Regions from separate parts of the Mus musculus genome. Here all the other regions are linked to region 2. Evidence: chromatin contacts called from public Hi-C and promoter capture Hi-C data. All regions are on one chromosome and are shown on one strand. The core of a region is the stretch at or near the end of the contact, and the rest is flanking DNA. Distances in the headings are between cores, read along the strand shown. Region 1 overlaps Disc1 (disrupted in schizophrenia 1). Region 2 holds the start of A730098A19Rik (RIKEN cDNA A730098A19 gene). Region 3 has its middle 92 kb from the start of Gm30713. Region 4 holds the start of Tsnax (translin-associated factor X). Region 5 holds the start of Egln1 (egl-9 family hypoxia-inducible factor 1). Region 6 has its middle 16 kb from the start of Gm30713. Region 7 has its middle 42 kb from the start of Gm30713.

Region 1 (2,700 bases), core at 48-2,547, 660 kb before region 2:
CATAAATAGGTTTAGAAACCATTCAACCAACCAGAATTCGAGCTCTCTGCCCTCTAGCCTGGCCTTGGACCCTGAGTGTAATGGAAGGAGCAGGTGGGTAAGGGAGGGCTTTCCTCTGTAGCCAGTGAGAGGCTCCTTCCTGCTGGTCCTTTTCTGTTAATTAATGTCCCTGCCTGCTGCCAGCCTCCTTCACCTGCCCCAGGGAAGGAAGTTGGCGCCTCTGATCTGCCTGTTTCCTGTACTTTTAGAAAAATGTGGAATCACTTTCTGTGCTCCAGGGCCCAGGGTTGGGGCATCTGCACTTCCTCCATTAATTAACCATAGCTCAGCGCATCTGAGAAAACAGACCTCAGGGCTCCTGGAGTCTTCCACCATGGAGACTCTTTGTCATTTGCTGGCAAAGGCTGAGGGATAAACAGGCAGCAGGGTGGTCACAGTCACCACAGGGTGGCAAGGACACCCTCACACACTAGCAACACAGGTTCCACTAACAAATGCACACTGTTGTCCTTTGGCAGCTGAGAGACTCCCCACCCCTGCAGGGCATCCCATTTCTAGAAATGGAATAGCACTCTATTCTTCATCATACCTAGGCCACATCTAATTCCTCAACAGGACCAGGGCAGTTAAAGACAGGATCTTCCTGTTTCCCAGAGGCTAGTTGTGAGCCAGGACTAACTATCCAGGCTAGAACAGGCAAGAGGCTGGCTGTGTAGAGCAGACCTTTGTCTTACATATATACATATGTACATATACACACATATATGTGTGTGCATACACACACACACACACACACACACACACATTGTCTTGCTCTTCCTTCCTTCCCAATTAATAGTTTAATGCCATTCTGTCTGTCTATACTGAGCATCTGTTTTTCCATCCACCAGTACTTCCCCCATTTGTGCATTTATGGGGACCCTATTCATAACAAATCAGGCCTTATCTCTCTGACATAAGTCGGGCAGATCCTGACAAGGTAGAAGTACAGTATAAGAAAGGAAAATGGCCCTTACTCTGCTCCATCCGGGGCATACCGCAGTGCCTCATGAGGGGCAGGCTCTGCCAGCCTAAATGCCGTCATCTCCAGGCAAGCTGCAGGTACCATGGCTACAGAACAAAGTAGTGCTGGTTGGGATGGCAACAATGAGACTCCAGGAAAGGCTCACCTTTGAAAAAGGTGCTCTCAGGGTCTCATGGTCACACAGGTTTGTGCTATACTCTAAAACTTAGAGCACACATGGGTGCCAGGTGGCACTTGGTCCTCCTCTCCTAGGTCCGCCTTACTCCGCCAGTCGGAATCCTTAGCCCCAGATGTCTTGGAGCTTATTCCCGCGGGGGAGTCCCCAGCTGTGGTCTGTCTTCACTTCCTTCTTTTAGAAAAAATGTTTTAAAGATTTATTTTTATTTGTATGTCTGTGTGTGCCACACACATGGGGGTATACAGAAGGCAGAAGAATGTGTCAGATCCCCTGGAGCTGGGGTTGTGGGTGATTGTGAACTGCTTGATGGGAGTACCCAGCTCACTCGAGTTCTCTGGAAGAACCATGAGCGCTCTTAACCTCTGAGCTATCTCTCCACCTCCTCTCTGTACTTCCTTATTCAAAGGAGTCCCGGTAGTGTGCTGTCACTGCTTCCAGACCCTGAATCTTCCTGGAGGGAAACTGTTCAGGCACTGTCTGATGCTGTAGATCTCATTTACCGACTGGCTTTCCTCAGAAGGTCCTATTGGAATCTGGTCTGCTCAAGTTTGGTTTTGTGCAATTTTAATTTGTGTGTGTGTGTATGTCTGTGTGTGTATATGTGTATATATATCTATATATACATATATATGTATGTGTGTGTTTATCATGTGTGTATGTGTGTCTATGTGTGTGCATGTACTTATGTGTGTATATGTGTATGTATGTATATGTGTATATATGTGTATATATTTGTGCATATATGTATATGTGTGAATGTGTGTGCATGTATATGTGTGTATGTATATGTGTATGCATGTATGTATTTATGTATATGCATATGTATTTGTATGCATATGTGTGCGTGTATGTGTATATGTGTGTATGTTATGTGTATATGTGTGTGCATGTATGTATATGCATGCATGTGTATGCATGTATATATGTGTGTATATATGCATATGTGTATATGTGTTTGTATGCATATATGTGTACATATATATATATGTATGTGTGTGCATGTATATGTCTGTGTGTGTGTGTATGTGTAGGTATCTGTGCAGAGGCTAGACGTAAACTTTGGGTGTCATTCCTCAGGTACCATATATCTTGTTTTTTGAGAGAGGAGCATTAGCCTGGAATTGACCATGAAGGCTAGACTGGTTGGTCAGTGAACCCCGGGGGACCTCTGTGTCTCAGCCTCCCCAGCGCACACCAGCACACCAGGTCTTTTACATGGGTTCTCCTGCTTGTGCTGCAGGCACTTTACCCACTGAGCTCCATTCTGGCCTCTGGTTTGCTCAACATTGATGCCCAAGCCTGGCGTGTTGAAGGGAAGCAGCCCAAACCCTCCTGAGTAATCCTGCCACACAAAAGGCAGTTTCCCAGGTCCTTCATGTACACTGGGAGGGGGTGGGGAAGGGAGGCCTGTTCTCACTGTGCAGTCGGGCTCTTTCCCCTGCTATGAGAAGTTTTGGTTCTGGTTTTTTTTTTTTTTTGGTTCTGTTGAACACTAAAT
Region 2 (2,700 bases), core at 83-2,582:
TACTCTCGTTGAGCACCACGGCTGGCACAAACTGGTTCTAATGGCCAGTAAGATAGCTCAGAGAGTAAAGCTGCCTGCCACCAATCCTGATCCAAGGATCCCCCAGAGTGGAACCCCTGCCAAGTTGTCTTCTGATCTCTCTGCATGCTTTCAAGCACACACACACACACACACACACACACACACACACACACACACACACACAGGAGCAAGTATCTTGTTCTACAGCCAAGGAAAGTAAAATGTCAAAGTAAGTCAACTCCTTCCATGGTCCCAGAACTGGGAAAAGCTGGGCCCGGAGTTCAGCTGAGCCAGTCTGTTTCCAGAACCACAGCTCTGAACAGCCTGCCAGTAAAAGAGCCAGGGTCTAGGGGTGCCAAGCCACCAGGCATCTCGAAGGTCAGACTCAGGATCTGTCACCTATGCAAACTCATTGAAGATTTTGTGGAGCAGAACATGACCATGTACTGTTCTAGGGACAAAGTCCTTCACAGACACATCAGAGACGGCTCCTCGCCTCACCGGCAAGTTAACAGCAGGCAGCTTTTTAAGGGTGCCCCATCACGCCTTGCGCTACCTATATGTTTAACTGACCTATGAAGGTCATAGGTAACCATTCAGTAAGCATTCACTATCCCCCATTGTTGGCCATCCCAGAGGAGGAGCTGCCACACTGCTCTGGCATAGGTGTATGACATTTATCCACTCCTGTATATTTTTAATTTTTTTTCAGACTTCTCTACACCATAGTGAAACTGCAGAGTGATTGACAGTGGAATCTACCTTCCTAAAGCAAAACAAGAAGAGAAGAGTAGGAAAAAAGAAAAAACGACTAACAACCGAAATCAGGTCGCCCTGAGAGGGATTCGTACTGCCTTTTTATTGCGACTGCACCTGAGGTGTTATAGCTGGTGTTATAGCTGATATCATCCGAAGTCGTGAGGCTCCATGGTTGGTACCCATAAGCCAGTCTCAACCGTTCAGACAGCAGGGCCTGACTCATCCAGGCAGCCCACATCGATTTTTAATGAGCTCACAATCCCCAAAGTCCTACATACTTCTTTCCGGAGACTCTCCAGTGCCCTGCAGGACTGTTGTCCCAAAACCCCTTGCCTCATTCTTCCGTCCCTACTTCTCAAAGTCACTGATTCCTTCCCATCCTGGGCATCCTCTGTGGCTCCCCCTCCCCTTCTTTCATAACCTTACTTCCTATTTAGTTCTTCCCATCTCCTTCCTTCTCTCCCCCTTCCCTCTCTTCTCCTGTTAATTTTCCTTTCCGCTTCCTGTTTCTCCTCCTTTTCCTTTCCTCCTCCCCCTCCTCCACCCACCCCTAAACTGGGGACTCACCAGGTGCAGAGCCAGTGGCAGCAAGAGCAGGAACAGCCACAGGTAGAGGTGGCAGCTATTGGTGAATTTGCTATGCTCCGGGTCGTGGTACCAGCCCCCTGTGAGAGCGGCCCACACACCCTGCCTGAGCAGCTGCAGCACCTGGGACGCCATGCCCGCAGAGTCCGGCAGAAACCGAGCGTGCCCTGGGGCTCAGCACCCTAAGCTCAGCACCCTGGAGCTCAGTACGTCGGCGCGTGCCGGTGTGCTCCAGGCGCGGTCCCACCCCCGCCGCCACCGCCCAAACCGCGGTAGACGCTGAACAGTACGGACCGGCACAGCGCGGTGCTGGAGCCGGCTGGGGCTGCCAGGCAGGTGCGCGCCATGTCCAAGGGAAGGAGGATTTTCCCATCATGCTCTGCGATGGCTGCTCAAGGATGCTCCGGCGGCTCCGCCCTGCGCCCACACAAGTCTGCGAAGGAGCTCAGTCCCTCCCTCTCCTTGGTGGCTGGAGCTCCACCTGCCTTTTCTCCTGAATCTCCCAAGAGTAAGTTTGCAAGGTGTGAGAACCAAGAATGTTCCCGTGTGAGGACCACAGACAGGAAACTTCTTGGCTTTTGTTTTTGTTTTGTCTCCTGCCCCAAAAGGTTTGTATAATCTGGAGGCCTAGGCTTGCGGTACTCAAAGCGATGTCCTCTGAGCTCCACCTGCGGGGCTTTGATCCCTGTGACCTTGGTTGGCTACAGACTAGAGGCTCTAAAGTTTCATGTGCGACATGGTCTGCTCCCACTGACCTCTTTCCACCCTGACTTTTCTCCTCCACCCCCGATTACCTAATTGGACGCACAGAAATGATAACCGCCGTTCTGAAATAATCGTTGGAGCCTCAGTTAACCACACATTTTTACCTTACATTGTTTTATCTTACTGATAAGGCACGGTCTCACTCTGTAGACTGAATTGGCTTGGAAGGGATTATGTAGCTCGGGCTGGCCTGAAAATTCATGGCAATTCTCTATAGAGTATTGAGATTATGAGCATAAGCAACTACATCCAGCTTTCTTTCTTCTTATATATTTCCTGAACATAATCTGGGATAGCAATCTACCATTTCAACCAGGAGGAGAGGGGGGCGGGGAAGGGCGGGGGAAGAAGGGAGGAGAGAAAAAAAAGAGAAGAACAGATTTTGATTGCGGCGCTAGGTGGCGCTAGATCGCTGCTAGAACAGAGTAAAGCCCATTCTTGATATTGCCAAACCAGCAATGAATCCTAACCCTGATTAATAAGCAGGGATAATCCAATACAGCAGAAAGCTTGTTCACAAAATGAAGGGTCTAATCTTTACTTTAGTTTGTTTGCTCTTCACATGTGTCA
Region 3 (2,700 bases), core at 84-2,583, 600 kb before region 2:
ATCCCAAGACCCTGGGGTTTTGGTTGCTGCTGTCTGATTCCCACACTGGACAGGGCAAGAGCACTTGACCCACGCCAGCTGAATGCTGGCTCTTGTTTCCCACCGGCTGTGGAATTTGCAGACACTCTTTTCTGGCTTCCCAGAGGGGCTGGGGAGCCTCCAGCATGTGCTGTGACATTTATAACTCCCTCTGGAATTTCCATGTCCCCAGCCCTCGCCCAGCCCAGGGATGAATCATGGATTCTTAGACCAGCGAAGCCATTTTGGAAACAGCTGCCAAGGAGCAAATGCAGTCAAAAATAGCTCTCACTCCCTGAAAAATGAATGGCTTATTTTAAGAAGAAAGGGTGGCTTGAATCTGTCCTGCTTGCATCTTTATCTCCTGGGCACAGGGCCAGGGCATCCGAGAAAGGCTTGCCTGTCAAAGGGAATGGCACCTGCAGTGACATAGTGGTGCCCACGATGGGGCTACCATCTCTGGGCCAGGGCCAAGGGGTGAGGTATGAGCCGTCCTCCTGAGACCTGCATCCCAGGAGGCCTGGACCGTTAGGTATGAAGTTCTGCTTCCCTGGTAGGCCTGACATGCATTGCTTTCTTGTGGTTGTGGCCAAACATCCAACAGAATTCAGCAAGGAGCAGCTGGCAGTCAGGATGCAGCAAAGAGCTAATCAGGCAGGAAGTGGGAGCACTCAGGCAGGAAGTGGGAGCAGGCTATTGCTCAGAAGCCAAATGCCCATGCTCTTATACCTACCAGCTAGTCTTTAAGTCTAGAAGGTTCCACAGTGTTCCTCAAACAGCACCGCCAGGTGAAGACCAAATGTTCAAACACATGGGGACATTTCACTTTCAAACACTTCAGACCACTGGTCCTTGTCGTAGACTTGTGGGGTGGGCACAGTAGCTAGACGCATACAAGAGGAAGGCACTGGGCTTTGTTCCATCCTTCAAAGGGAAGTTAAGCTCTCCTGCTGCAGATGAATGGGTGATGGTGTCTTAGCTTAAGCTGTCAGGGAAGAAACTTCACTTGGCGTCAGGGTGATAGTTCCCCCCTCCCCCATTGTATTTGTCCTTGTGTTGTGAGGCACTGTAGCCAAAGATGCATGAAGGACTGATGTCAATCCTGCTGTGCTGTGTACTATGTGAGTAGAAAGAAAGGAAGAAAGAAAGAGAGAGAGAGAAAGAAAGAAAGAAAGAAAGAAAGGGAGATGGAAGGAAGCAAGGAAGGAAGGGAGAAGGAAGGAAGGAGGAAAGAAGGAAGTTATGATAGTTTCAAAGCAAAGCAAAGCTTGCACAGTACCAGCTAGTCCACATCCACACCCAATGATGTGAGAAATCCTCAGAAGGGAAGGAGCACAGAGCAAAGAGAGCCCCGAGGGAAGGTCCCACAGCCTGGGGCCAGCACTGTAACATCTGCTGGTTCCACAGAGAAAATGAGGTAGAAAACTGTGTTGCAAAGTATTCTGTGTGACTTTGATTTTTTTTTTAATATCCTATGTGAAAAACACACACCTGCACCCTGAATTCTGGCTTCTTCCGAGGGTAAGCTTGGCTTGCTACAACTGTGACATCTTCCTTACTTCTGTGTGCTTCCCTCTGTCACTTGGCCTGGATACTCACTCACTCACGGCTCCGTGAAGACATCAGGACGTTGGAAGGACTGAGGACTCCGTGATTGTCACAATCTGTGAGGTTCAGCTGGGGGTCCTCTTCTTTCATTGGGAGTGATAATGCCTTGCTCTCCTTCCTGGTTGCTGAAGCTCCTTGTCCCATTGCATTTACAGACACTGGTGGCTGGTATCTTCTTTCCCTTCATGCTAAGACATAACTGAAACTAAACCTGGAACGCTGGAATCCGAGATTAATGAATGAGGCGTTAGGAGTTACAGACACATGTATCTGCTAGCCTAATGAGCAGACAGTCTGCGAACACAGCCGCTCAAAGACACAGACCACGTGAATAGAATATGCTTCTCCATGGGGAAGTACTCTGAGGGAGCTCTTTCATTGAGTGAACTTAGGTAGAAAACACATTTCAATTTGGGATACAGAAAGAGAGACACAATGACCTAGGGTGTGGCTCAGCTGGTGGCTTGCCTAGCATGCGCAAAGCACTGGGTTTGAACTCCAGTATAGAAAGAAAAACAAAAGTTCCCCCCCCCCCAAAAAAAAAGATACAGTAGTGTCATGCCCAGGGCTGGAGGGGTGGCACAGTATTAACTACTGAGTTCTTGCAGAAGACCTGAGCTCAGTTCCCATCATCCACACAGTGGTTTCACAACCACCAGGAAACCCAGTACCCTCTTCTGGCCTCCATAGGCACTGGGCATACTCATTGTACACAGACATATGTGAGGGAAGAAAGAAATGCTGTACCCATGAGAATACCCCAGGGAGATACACAGAATTCAGAATCCAGCTCACAGTTCAGAGTGGGTCCATTCATATTGGCATGGGGTGTCGGGGACAGTGTTGTGGTTAGACAGGAGGCATGGCTTTTTGCCAGTTTGATTACCTCACCAACACGGTGAGCCCCAATTCTCCTCCAAGGGTGATGGCTATGCCCTCTTATTTTGTGCCTAGGCCACCCTGACAGCCACATGAGGCAGAGGTATGTTTCCTAAGCCTGTCAGCTCTCTAGCTAAGTGAACAGAAGCCCAGAGAAGGGAGATCCCACGGTGAGAGGAGGCAGCTTCCATCAAA
Region 4 (2,721 bases), core at 139-2,638, 880 kb before region 2:
ATCTCCTCAGTGATGTTCTATATGGGTTCTCGGTGATACTTGGGTCCTGTATGCCTGCAGGGCAAGTACTTCACCTACTGAGCAATCCCTGTAGCCCCACATCGTCAAAAATAGTGGAATACTGGTTTTGTGTGTCAACTTGACACAAGCTGGAGTTATCACAGAGAAAGGAGCCTCCCTTGAGGAAATGCCTCCATGAGATCCAGCTGTAAGACATTTTCTCAACTAGTGATCAAGGGGGGAGGGCCCAGCCCATTGTGGGTGGTGCCATCCCTGGGCTAGTGGTCCTGGGTTCTATAAGAAAGCAGGCTTAGCAAGTCAGAGGAAGCAAGCCAGTAAGAAACACCCCTCCATGGCCTCTACATCAGCTCCTGCCTCCAAGTTCCTTCCTGTGTGAGTCCCTGTCCTGATTTCCTTTGGCATGAATAACGATGTGGAAGTATAAGCTGAATAAACCCTTTCCTCCCCAACTTATTGGTCATGTTTTGTGCAGGAATACAAACGCTAAGACAACTGGTGAATGTGGGCTCAGAAGTCACAGAAATTCAAGATGGTTATGTGTCCAACATTCATCCATTGTTGTTCCCCCACAGCCTTTTCATGCAGGACTCTGCCCAAACCATCTAGCTTTTTGCTGATTCAATGGTGACAGCTTATGGCCTGATTTTTGAGCTGGGAGACCCTCCTGTGATGCTGTTGTGGCCTTGACTTCACTGGCTAATTCTACGTATATCATTTCCATAAGTGTGTCTGTTCCTAAGTTAACAAGAACAGACTGTGTGACTAAAATGTCTGTAACATGCACATGGCTGAACTTGACTCAAGATGTTGGGCTTTGTTCAATAAGTAATCTTAATTGAGCATGGTCTCTAATGGGCTGCTGGAAGCCTCAAAGGAATGGTACTAGCTAGGTGAGGTAGCATGTGCTCAAACAACAGCCTTAGGGCTTGACAATGTGACCAAACTTTCCATCTATTCCAAAGCTGCTTCTCTTCGAAGACCTTGCGACACTTCCAGGTGCCACGCACCCAGCACATGCCAAGGGCATGCATGGACGCAGGAGGCTGCTCAGAGAGGCGAGGGGACAGGAGGCCGCTGCCCGCGACAGGACTACACAGCTCAGGTAGGCACTCAACGGCTTGCACCACAACCTGGCACACCGGAAGCATGCGCGACTGAGAGAGAGCGCCGGGTAGGCACTTGGACGTGGGAGAAGCCGGGACACAGACCGGAAGTATGTGCAGCACAGGGAGCGCGCCGGGAGCCCGGCCGGAAACGTGCGCTGCTGCAGGAGCGCGCCCGCCCGCATGCCCGCCCAGGCGGTGTGGGACACGGGCCGGAAGTGTGTGCGGCCGAGGGGACTCCGCGGCGGACGCAGCTCCCGGCTGAGGCTGCGTGAAGGATCCGCTTCCGGCGGCCGCCTACTGCGACCAGGGTGGTGTGCGCTGTCACCCACGGGCTCAGCGCGGCGTCCCGCGACGGCCTTTCGCTGAGCTGGCCCGGCGGCTGCGATCCCTGCGCGTGCAAGCCGAGGCCCCGCGGCCATGAACGGCAAAGAAGGTGCGGGGCCGGCGCGTGGAGGGGAGGGGCTGGCAGGGCCTGGCCCCTGTGCTCGGCTGTCACCGTGCCATCCATCGCACGCCCCCAGGGGACCCTGCGGACCGACCCAGAGCGCAGCCGGGTGCCTGGGGTCTCAAGCCGCGTTTTGTGCGACCCCTGCACCAGTGCACGAGTTTGGGGACCTGTGTGTGGCTGGAGAGGTCGAGCCCTGTGGGTACCGGGGGACGAAGGGGATAGCCTGGGCTGTGCTAGCGCGGCATCGCAAGGGCTCCATCCATCTCTTCTTTTCTGCCTAAGGACCAGGAGGGTTCAGGAAGAGGAAGCATGACACCTTCCCACATAACCAAAGGAGAGAGGGGAAGGATGCCAGTTTGTCTTCGCCGGTGATGCTGGCCTTCAAATGTAAGTTTCCATTAGGAGAATTAGAACCATAACCGTAACAATCGTGTCGCCGTAGTGTTCGGGTGTGGGGTCGGTTAGGGAGCCTTTAGTCCATGCCGATGTAAGGCTTAGTTTTCCTGAATGTTTCGTGTTGGTGCTAGGTCTGCCCAGAAAAAAAAAAAATCTGTATTCTAAACATTCCGATATCAGGATAACTTGACCAAGTTAATAGAACAAGAATACCAGTGTACATGTATGTACGAGATTCACTAATAGTTCCTGTTCTATGCAGAGTGCTACCTCAAAATAAGTCTTGCCAGTCTAGTAACCAATCTAACACACTCTAAATATAAATATATGTGCTAGTAAATGGTAAGTGTGAAGATGATGTTACATACAGAACAGTTGGTAAGAATGTGGCAGATATTTCCATATTATTTAACATTTAATGCTTTTTATGTGGGACTTTTTACTGTTTACTAATGTTAATATAGGCCACCATAGTCAAGGGCTTTGGGATATAGATGTTTGCCACTTTGCATTTGCTAAAAGTAACGCAAAGTAAAAACTGCTTCATATTTAGGAAGAAAGAATTAGGTTGCACCTTGTAAAGAGAAGGGTCCCAGCTAATGTGTGGACAGTTTTGTTTTTGTTTTTGTGTTTTTTTCTTTTTTGTTTTTGTTTTTTTTTTCGAGACAAGGTTTCTCTGTGTAGCCCTGGCTGTCCTAGAACTCACTCTGTAGACCAGGCTGACCTCGAACTCAGAAATCCACCTGCCTC
Region 5 (2,700 bases), core at 92-2,591, 950 kb before region 2:
TGGGGGCAGCTGACAGAGTCCTAGCTAAACACAGTGTCTGGCTCTCAATCAGAGCCGGGTGCGCGCTAAAAACCGCGGGGCTTTTAACTAGCTCAGGCACACAGGCAAGATAAGATGCATCACCCAGACCCGGTGTAGCTGGTACCCCAACGACCCCCACGAGTGACCAGGGCTCCGGCAGGCTCTGCACTGTGCACTGTGGCAGACAGTACAAGGACAAAAGGAGCCACGCTAAGACAGAGCGCCGGGCCCCGGGTCTGCGGGGGCGGGGGGTGGTCCTCACAGACCCTCCTCCGGTCGCAAGAGCCCCAGCCACTTACTTTCGTTCGGCCGTTTATCCTGTAGTTGCCCAGCTTCCCGCTGCAGTGGCGGATCAGGTCGTCCATGCTGCTCATGAGCAGGCCGATGGTTTCGCAGCCGGGCTCTTTGCCCTCGATCCAGGTGATCTGGTCCCCCCGGATGTCCTTGGAAGAGTCACTCTTCTGGCTGACCAGCTGCCCGTCCGTGAACTTGCCGGTGTCGTGCAGGGCGCGCACCTCATCGCCGATCTGCTGCCCGGTCTCCCTGCCCAGGAAGTCGTCCACCACGCAGATGCCGTGCTTGTTCATGCACGGCACGATGTACTCCAGAGCCAGCTTCAACGCGGGCAACGGCTTGGTCTGCCCGTTGGGCCGCAGCCCTCCACCGGGACTCAGCGCCTCCCCGGGGCCGCCACCCGCTGGGCACAGGCTGGCGCGCTCGGGGCCCGGAGACCGGCTAAGCGGAGGATCCTCGGAGCCGGGCTCTGCTGGGCCGGGGCCGCTCCGGGCCTGCGCCGCGTCCTCCGGGCCCGGTACGCGCGAGGCCGCCGCGCTGTCCCCGCGCCGGGCCGCCCCGCCGGCGCGCGCGGCTCCGGGGGCCCCACCGGGCGGGGGCGCGACGCGGGGCTGCGCCGGCGCGGGCTGCGCGCGGGGGGCCTCGCCGCCCTGGCACACCAGCTTGTGCTTCTTCCAGTCCTGGCGCTGGTGCTCTTTGCAGCAGTAGAAGGAGCTGCGGCAGCGGCCGCAGCGCAGCAGGTTCTCCATCTTCCCGCACAGCTCGCAGTACTGCCGGTCGCGCTCGCTGGCGCTCAGCACGCCGGGCCCGCCGCTGTCACTGGCCATGGCCGCGGCAGGGCGGGCCGCGGGCCGGGAGCGGGGCGGCGGCGGGGCCGTCGGGGCGCCCGCCCGGGGCCGCCGCCCGCTGCGGGAGGCCGCGCGCGCCCTGGCCTCGCCTGCCTTGCCCGGGGCCGCCTAGCGCCGCATCGCGCCGGAGAGAGCGCGGCCTGCGCGGCGCACAGCGCCCTGGGCGGGCGGGCCCAGCCGGCTGCGTCGGGGCGGGCGGGCAGGGCGCGGGCCTGCGGGCGCCACTCGCTCCGCGCGCGCTGCACGTACACCACGGCCCCGGCGACCCGGCGCGCGGGCGGAGAGGGCGGGGGCCGCGCGCACGCGGCGGGCCGGGCCTAGCGGGCGGGCGCGCCGCTTCCTCCGCCCTCCCCTCCTCCTCGCGGCTCCGCCCGGGGCGCGCGTCGCCGGCCTGCGCGCGCGCAGCTCCACCTGCCTGTCCGGGCCCGCCGGCAGCGCTCCGGGGCTGCCTCGGCCACCTCGGTCCCGCGGAGGAGGAAACGGAAGCTCAGACGGCCGCTGGGCCGCTCCAAGCTCCGGGACGGCCGCTGCGCGCTCCCGGTCTGCTGCTCCCCGGAGGCCGCGGAGGGCACAACAAAGGCCCCCCGGGCAGCCTGCTCCGGGACCGGCTCCTGCAGTCGCCGGGCCTGGTTCTGGCTTTGCTTTGTTTTTGCTTTTCTGCGGTCCTTAAACTCTTGAGATTTCTCCCGGTTCCGGTTCGAGACCTCTGGGTTAAGTAAGGTAATCAGGGCTCGGTTCCAGATCCGCATTCAGGCCTGAAGCTCTCAAGAGCATAGTCCGTGAACGAAGCTGCACAGGGAGTTAAAGTCTCACATTAGAATCTGCCAATAGTGTCTGCAGAATTATGAGGATTATTACGGGCTTTCTTTGTTGTCTTGAGACGCAGCCCGGTAGTCCTCGGAAGTAGATTCTCCTACCTCTTCTGGTCAGTGGTAAGGTGATTAGCGTGAGCCCTCTTTGCCAACTCAGTTATCTGCATTTTGTTTGATTTCAGTGTTGTAAATTGAGACGAACACACTAGTTGCTGTTTCTTTGTTTTTATGAAACCTTCAAACCTCATAGAGCTTGGCACGGTGGTAAACGGCTTTAATGCTGGCACTCAGAGGCAGGAAGATCATTGTGAGATTGGGGCCAGCCTGGGCTACAAAGTGAGTTCCAGGATCAAACGCACTTGCACACACAGCTCAGAGAAACAAACCAGAGACTGTCGGTTCCACGTGTGATTTGTAGTAAGTAACTAGTGGGGCCGGGGCAAGGAGAATGACGGGTATATTTGGAGCTGCAGAGAGGGAAGCAAGAGCTGTACAGGTTGAGGACCAACCTGCTCTATGTGGTGGGTTCTGGGACAGCCAGGGCTACGGAGTTCGACATGGTCATACAGCCTCCAAAACAGAAGGACCTCCCTAGGTGCAAACATTTGTCATAATGTACACACACGGTCGTATACTTGAGTGTAGCCATTGGGACAGACAGCCGAGAATTTAAAATTGCTGTTTGGATGCCAGGGGGAACACAGAAACGGGAATTGTTAGCTCTG
Region 6 (2,700 bases), core at 181-2,680, 530 kb before region 2:
GTTCACTTCCTGCTGGGCTGGGAACCCTTGAGGCCTCCCTCCAGGGAACTGCATTTCAGAGAGAGAGAGGGAAAGAGAGAGAGAGAGAGAGAGAGAGAGAGAGAGAGAGAGAGAGAGAGAGCCCTTCTTTCTCCTCCTCCACTCCTGGCTGTGCAGTTCAGACCTGGGTCTCTAAGGGCAAAACTCACACCCTGTGCTTGCTCACACTTGGCAGCCAGGCCAGTCCAAGAGGCCATTTGGCGTCAACTTGAGGAAGTCAGTCTCCAGGTAATGTGTGAGAAAGTCTGGAGGGTCCACTGCTGCCATCCAGGCCCCAGAGTAGAAGCAGCTCAGGACTCCAAGACCCTAGAAGCAGTAGGAACTGAGAGGAGCCACAGCTGTGGCTCTCAGTGAGCAGGAACGTCTTAGGGTTTCTAGTGCTGTGATCAAACACCTTGACCAAAGGAAACTGGAAGAGGAAAGGGTTTGATTCTGCTTATACTTGCGGGTAACTATCCATCACTGCATGGAGTCAGGCAGGAGTAAAGCAGGAACTTGGAGGCAGAAACTGAGACAGAAGCCACGGAGGAGTACTGCTATTGTCTTGTTCCTGGTGGTTCGTTTTGCCTTCTTTCTTTTCTTCTACCGTCCAGGATCCCCCGGGATGGGCCTATGCACATCACCCATTAATCAAGAAAAGGTGGCTCAGTGGGTAAGAGCACCCGACTGCTCTTCCGAAGGTCCAGAGTTCAAATCCCAGCAACCACATGGTGGCTCACAACCATCTGTAACGAGATCTGACACCCTCTTCTGAAGACAGCTACAGTGTACTTACATGTAATAAATAAATAAATCTTTAAAAAAAAAAAAAAAAAAGAAAAGAAAAGGTTCCACAGACCAATGGGAGTTGTGGGGGTGGGGAGGGCATTTTCTCACTTAAGGGTCCCTCTTCCCAGATGAGTCTTACCTGTCTCAAGTTGACATCAAAAACCAGCCAAGTCCCTGGGATCTCCGCAGAGCATGGGGAAGTCCCCAGGACGTACAGTGTCATAGCCTGTGGGAAAGCACTGCACAGCCATGTTTACTCCATGCCTCTCTATGGAGGACCAAGAAGGCCAGGGTCAAGGTTGCACTTCTGGGCCAGTTCTTCCTCATGGGTGCTTATGAAGGGGTTGGTGTGGAGTTGGGGGCAGACTGAGACCCAGAGGCACACATGGACTGACAGACGGACATGTCTCCGGTGCCTTAGAGGGCACTTTACTTCTCTGTTGTCCCTAACCCACTGGGACTAAGAAAGAACTTATTCCCAGCCCTCCCTCCGCTGGCAGGAAAGGCAACCCGCCAGGCCTTTCTCCTTCTATTAAACAAAGGAACTTGCACATGAAGGGCTCCCAGGAGACTGACTTAATCCCCAGCCAACTCTGGAGGGCTGTGACCTTGAGAATTATGGGCCTTCTGGAGCTGGCTGCCTGGGGTGTTCAGCTGAGTCACTGTAAGACCTAAACCTATGCATGCCCCTACCCCTGTCCCAGCTTGACGGCACCTCCTCCCACCCCTCAAGTCCCCATCCCCTTTAGTGCCCTATGCAGGGATCAGTGAGTTACAGCAGAAAGCGCTTCCCCTCCCCCAGCCAAGAGCCAGAGCGATTCATTCGGATTGTAAGTCTCATGGAAGTGAGGAAAATAAACAGCCTATCAATAATAAATGGAATGGGAAGTAGAAGCAAGCATGTCCTCAAGGTAGAGCCAGGGAGACAAGCCAACCAATTTTCTTTCAGTCACCCTCACGGCCCTTGATGGCAGGAGGATGGTAGTTCTGGAATGTTCCTCATCAGCTAGAGTCCCAGAACTACAGCCTGAAAATGTCTTGGGGGGAAATGCAGAGCTGCCCCAAGTTTATAAACTTTGTCTGGCTAAGAGAAAGTGAGCCGGAGAAGGAACGATTAAAAACAAACACTAGCTGCTTGCCACTGTAGCGTTCCAAGTCCCCCAAGGCCCGGCTGCACATTTACAAATAATCTCCGTGGCCTGATTTGAGACAGAGCTTTTCTTCTGTTGACTTTTTTTTTTTTCTTTTTGGAAGTGTTGGGGATGAATCCAGGCAATACAGGTCACCCAAATTCTATGTTCCGACACGATAACCACTGCATAAAGTTGTTTTTTTTTTTTTTAAGATTTATTTATTTATTTTATGTAAGTACACTGTAGCTGTCTTCAGACACACCAGAAGAGGGCATCAGATCTCATTATGGATGGTTGTGAGCCACCATGTGGTTGCTGGGACTTGAACTCAGGACCTCTGGAAGAGCAGTCAGTGCTCTTAACCTCTGAGCCATCTCTCCAGCCCGCATAAAGTTTTTATGGTAACTGAATAAAGTCGTACATCCAAATACATTGGTTGATAGAAACATCAGAGCTGGTTACGGCACTATGGGGAAAGCTTTTCTATATATAGGTCGCAGATGCTATCGGACAACATTCCTAGCTTTGGGGTTGGCAGAGCTAGAGGTCTGTACATTCCAAAAGATTTACCCAATGGTCACTGTGCTGGATAGCTCTATGTCAACTTGACCCAAGCTGGAGCCATCCTCTAGAAGGGAACCTCAGTTAAGAAATGTCTCCATCAGATCCAGCTGTAGGGCATTTTCTTAATCAGCCATTGCTATGGGAAGGGCCAGTTCATCGTGTGTGGTGCCATCCCTGGGCTGGTGGTCCTGAGTTC
Region 7 (2,700 bases), core at 99-2,598, 550 kb before region 2:
GGAGCTTCGATGAGGCTTGTGTGGTACCTCCTGCTGGAGAAGGCAGCGGAGAGCAGCCAGGTTACCAGAGACCATCTAGCCACCCCCTCCCAGGGAGACCCGAGTGGCACCAGCTCATCCCAAATAGAGAGGACATCAACAAGCCAAAGGGAAGTGTTCGTCCAAGGAGTGAATGGGTGGCTCTGTGGAGATTGTTTACAGGAACAAGAGCACTCAAGGGCAGCCACGCTGACAGCAAGTCCCAGCCCAGTCAACTCTTTATTTCATACTTAATAGTGACTGACATCTTTGGGAGAGGAGGGAACTCGTGGGGGTATTTGGGAGGCCTTGTGCTTCCTTTGCCTGGTGAATTCTTCCCATTCCTCCATGCAGGAACATTAACAGACCAGATCTCATGAGGATCACAGCTATTCTACTTCAAGATGGCAAGGGTCCTGTCCAGCCTAGAGAAAGCATCTATATTATAATTATATAGTGTCATTATATTGCATATGTACACACATACATATATATGATATGTATTATTATAATGCACATGTGTTATACAATATGTATCACATGTGTAATATATTCATATATGCATGCAATATATTATTTAATACATGTATTATATGATATGTATTATACATGTAATATATATACGCATATATTATACACACATACATCTATTACACTTATATGCACCCTGCTATATATTCCACAAAGTCCAAGCCTTAGAAACCTGGTCCCCAGGGAAGCACTACCGAAAGGAGGAGATACTGAACACTCTCCTTTACTCTAGCATTAACCAAGTGACAGGTTGTTCAGGACTGGCTTCCTTAGCACCTTCACTTCCTCTGACCAGCTTGCCGTGTCTCACCATGTGACACCCTTTGCTTCATCATGAGCAGAGAAGACGTCAACCCCATGCTCCCAGCCTTCCTAGTTTCCATAACCAAGGACTAAATATATCTCTACCCCATATAAATTGACAAATTGCCCTTCTCGGGTACTCAGGCACCGCCACAGACATGCCCATCCTTGTAAACAAATGTCTGCCATACTTCTATGTTCCGGTCCAAATACTGAATGTCCTGGAATGATGTCAGATGAAGAGATACCTAGGGAGATCATGAACGTCTGTCTGTGTGAAGGGCCGTTGCCATGGCAACTCAGCACCCTTGGGCAGCCTCCTAATGAAGAGTTATTACTTCTTAGCTAAAACACGTCGCAAGGAATGGATGAGTCATCAACTTGTGGAGAGATACAACAAGTTATTTTTTTCTTCCAATTGCTCTAGGATGTAAACACACTGATCTATGTGTGACAATCTCTGCCCACGTCTGACTCACTCACCCGGCTCTTTCGTCACCGAGCTAGCAGAGGAAGGGATGAGAGGTCTCTATTGCCCCCCAGGGACCCTTCAAACATCTGTGGGTGGCATCCTGAGGCATTGGTCACATCCTGTGGCAACTTAGATGAAGTATTCTGAAAGAGGGTTCAGGCAAGAGAGTCTCTATAAAGCTAGCAAGCCTGGTTGTCTGGCAGCCACACTGCGCCTGTCAGGGATATTCCGTGGGCTGCTCTGAGCTCCACATCAGAGCCAGCCACTGTCCTCTCCTCAGCCTCCAGTAATCGGGCAGGAGAGAGGGATAAAAGATCAGAGAGGTGCTGAGCACTCTGGGCCTCTGAGCTGTGGAAAAGGCTTAGGTTTCTGTCTTGGGACCTGGAGATGTGTCTGATAGCCGAGAAGGTCACTCCCCTGGGTTCACTGCTGCTTCTAAATACCTGAGATGTCTTTGCCCTCCTCCCCTGGGATCCCAGACTTCAGGCCAGTGCCCGCACATAGATGATCACCCCACTGCAACATCCACAAGGCAAACCCCCAGAAATACCCCACATGCTCATGTGCTCCCTCGGGATTAAAAACTTTAACTCCACAAAACCATCAAGTCATCTTTGATTTGTGGGGAAGATTTTTCAGGCCGCATATTTGTCAGGCATAAAATATGTAAGGTAGTAAACCATAGGAAAATTATAATAAATAATTAAGAGAGTTCCCTCTTCTGCCCTGAAACCGCAGGACACTCGGAGGCAGGCTGAGGAGACGGCTGAGAAGACGAGCATTTATCTCGCCACTTTCTCCGGCACCCTGTTCTAGTTTTCTCTCTGCTGCTGTCATAAAACAGTTTGAGCATGGGTGAGGGGTGTGGGGAGCTTAGCAGTTCGGAGCACTGATTGTTCTTACAGAGGACCAGGGTTCAGTCCCCAGAACTACATGGTAGCTCACAACCACCCATAACACTAGTTCCAGGGGATCTGACAGCTTCTTCTGGCCTCCACAGGCATCAAGCATGCCAATGGTACACAGACACACAAGTAGACAAACATTCATTCACAAGAGGGGGGAGGGGTATTTGTACTGGAGTGGGTGGGACACAGAGAATTGCCTCTGGATAGAGAGGAGAGAGATGTGGCCCATAGGCAAATGGTGGTTTATAAAGGGAAAGAGGAAAGCCCCGCGTTAGGATGAAGTGTTTAACTTTAATTGAGCATGTTAATTAGGTGAGCCAAAGTGGGCTTTTGATTGCTGGACTTCAATACTTTGATTGCTGGTCCTTGATGGTCAGCCTCAGGAGGAGGAAGTTGCCAAATAAAGGAATAGACCTTGGTGGCTAGCTTTAGGAATCTAACTGGGTTTTAGCAAGGCAGAGGGAATGG

What was found. Promoter capture Hi-C pulls out the DNA fragments that hold promoters and counts their contacts. Hi-C and Micro-C count contacts between places; a contact is called where the count stands out from the background.
Region 1: a contact with region 2 is called in a Hi-C map of bone marrow-derived macrophages, with 12 read pairs. The contact joins the enhancer-like site here to the promoter of A730098A19Rik in region 2. A contact is called at or near these places in 15 of 39 promoter capture datasets (the C10 cell line, the HPC-7 cell line, the SN4741 cell line and 7 more), 1 of 484 Hi-C or Micro-C datasets (bone marrow-derived macrophages), 3 of 115 datasets of contacts at active chromatin or transcription factors (embryonic basal ganglia, embryonic stem cells and stem cell-derived neural progenitor cells) and 1 of 9 other capture datasets (macrophages).
Region 3: a contact with region 2 is called in a promoter capture Hi-C map of pre-B cells, with 2.2 times the contacts expected there. The contact joins the enhancer-like site here to the promoter of A730098A19Rik in region 2. A contact is called at or near these places in 10 of 39 promoter capture datasets (embryonic stem cells, hematopoietic stem and progenitor cells, hippocampal neurons and 5 more), 1 of 115 datasets of contacts at active chromatin or transcription factors (embryonic stem cells) and 2 of 9 other capture datasets (adipose tissue and liver).
Region 4: a promoter capture Hi-C map of stem cell-derived epiblast-like cells shows a contact between it and region 2, with 6 times the contacts expected there. The contact joins the promoter of Tsnax here to the promoter of A730098A19Rik in region 2. A contact is called at or near these places in 8 of 39 promoter capture datasets (the 3T3-L1 cell line, the HPC-7 cell line, cranial neural crest and 5 more), 1 of 484 Hi-C or Micro-C datasets (bone marrow-derived macrophages), 3 of 115 datasets of contacts at active chromatin or transcription factors (astrocytes, embryonic forebrain and embryonic stem cells) and 1 of 9 other capture datasets (liver).
Region 5: a contact with region 2 is called in a promoter capture Hi-C map of embryonic stem cells, with 3 times the contacts expected there. The contact joins the promoter of Egln1 here to the promoter of A730098A19Rik in region 2. A contact is called at or near these places in 11 of 39 promoter capture datasets (the 3T3-L1 cell line, cranial neural crest, embryonic stem cells and 6 more) and 5 of 115 datasets of contacts at active chromatin or transcription factors (craniofacial prominence, embryonic forebrain, embryonic hindbrain and 2 more).
Region 6: a promoter capture Hi-C map of stem cell-derived epiblast-like cells shows a contact between it and region 2, with 2.8 times the contacts expected there. The contact joins the enhancer-like site here to the promoter of A730098A19Rik in region 2. A contact is called at or near these places in 12 of 39 promoter capture datasets (cranial neural crest, embryonic stem cells, hippocampal neurons and 5 more), 1 of 484 Hi-C or Micro-C datasets (bone marrow-derived macrophages), 1 of 115 datasets of contacts at active chromatin or transcription factors (embryonic stem cells) and 1 of 9 other capture datasets (adipose tissue).
Region 7: a contact with region 2 is called in a promoter capture Hi-C map of trophoblast stem cells, with 4 times the contacts expected there. The contact joins the enhancer-like site here to the promoter of A730098A19Rik in region 2. A contact is called at or near these places in 8 of 39 promoter capture datasets (the HPC-7 cell line, HPC-7-derived erythroid cells, embryonic stem cells and 4 more), 2 of 484 Hi-C or Micro-C datasets (nephron progenitors and peritoneal macrophages), 1 of 115 datasets of contacts at active chromatin or transcription factors (embryonic stem cells) and 2 of 9 other capture datasets (embryonic stem cells and liver).

The regions. Positions count from the first base shown.
Region 1 is chr8:125,239,369-125,242,068 of GRCm38.p6, forward strand. All of the region lies in intron 11 of Disc1 (disrupted in schizophrenia 1), which reads left to right. Among named protein-coding and RNA genes, the nearest start is that of Gm30713, 150 kb to the right of the region's middle. Within about 2 kb of position 1,298, at least 20 of the 459 cell types and tissues checked have an H3K27ac peak or open chromatin away from gene starts, as enhancers often do. A contact at or near this core is called in bone marrow-derived macrophages, where this site is marked.
Region 2 is chr8:125,896,582-125,899,281 of GRCm38.p6, forward strand. A730098A19Rik (RIKEN cDNA A730098A19 gene) reads left to right here and starts at 1,333. Exons shown (of 2, transcript NR_155422.1): 1 at 1,333-1,873. Pcnx2 (pecanex homolog 2) reads right to left here and starts at 1,736. Exons shown (of 34, transcript NM_175561.4): 1 at 1,348-1,736. The coding sequence starts at 1,500.
Region 3 is chr8:125,292,913-125,295,612 of GRCm38.p6, forward strand. No RefSeq gene overlaps it. Among named protein-coding and RNA genes, the nearest start is that of Gm30713, 92 kb to the right of the region's middle. Within about 2 kb of position 1,334, at least 103 of the 459 cell types and tissues checked have an H3K27ac peak or open chromatin away from gene starts, as enhancers often do. A contact at or near this core is called in adipose tissue, hippocampal neurons and pre-B cells, where this site is marked.
Region 4 is chr8:125,011,653-125,014,373 of GRCm38.p6, forward strand. Tsnax (translin-associated factor X) reads left to right here and starts at 1,389. Exons shown (of 6, transcript NM_016909.3): 1 at 1,389-1,560; 2 at 1,858-1,962. The coding sequence starts at 1,545.
Region 5 is chr8:124,947,913-124,950,612 of GRCm38.p6, forward strand. Egln1 (egl-9 family hypoxia-inducible factor 1) reads right to left here and starts at 1,342. Exons shown (of 5, transcript NM_053207.2): 1 at 321-1,342. The coding sequence starts at 1,142. It overlaps Gm46060 (a long non-coding RNA gene), which reads right to left and starts at 313. Exons shown (of 2, transcript XR_001778719.2): 1 at 1-313.
Region 6 is chr8:125,368,626-125,371,325 of GRCm38.p6, forward strand. No RefSeq gene overlaps it. Among named protein-coding and RNA genes, the nearest start is that of Gm30713, 16 kb to the right of the region's middle. Within about 2 kb of position 1,431, at least 33 of the 459 cell types and tissues checked have an H3K27ac peak or open chromatin away from gene starts, as enhancers often do. A contact at or near this core is called in adipose tissue and stem cell-derived epiblast-like cells, where this site is marked.
Region 7 is chr8:125,342,818-125,345,517 of GRCm38.p6, forward strand. No RefSeq gene overlaps it. Among named protein-coding and RNA genes, the nearest start is that of Gm30713, 42 kb to the right of the region's middle. Within about 2 kb of position 1,349, at least 101 of the 459 cell types and tissues checked have an H3K27ac peak or open chromatin away from gene starts, as enhancers often do. A contact at or near this core is called in trophoblast stem cells, where this site is marked.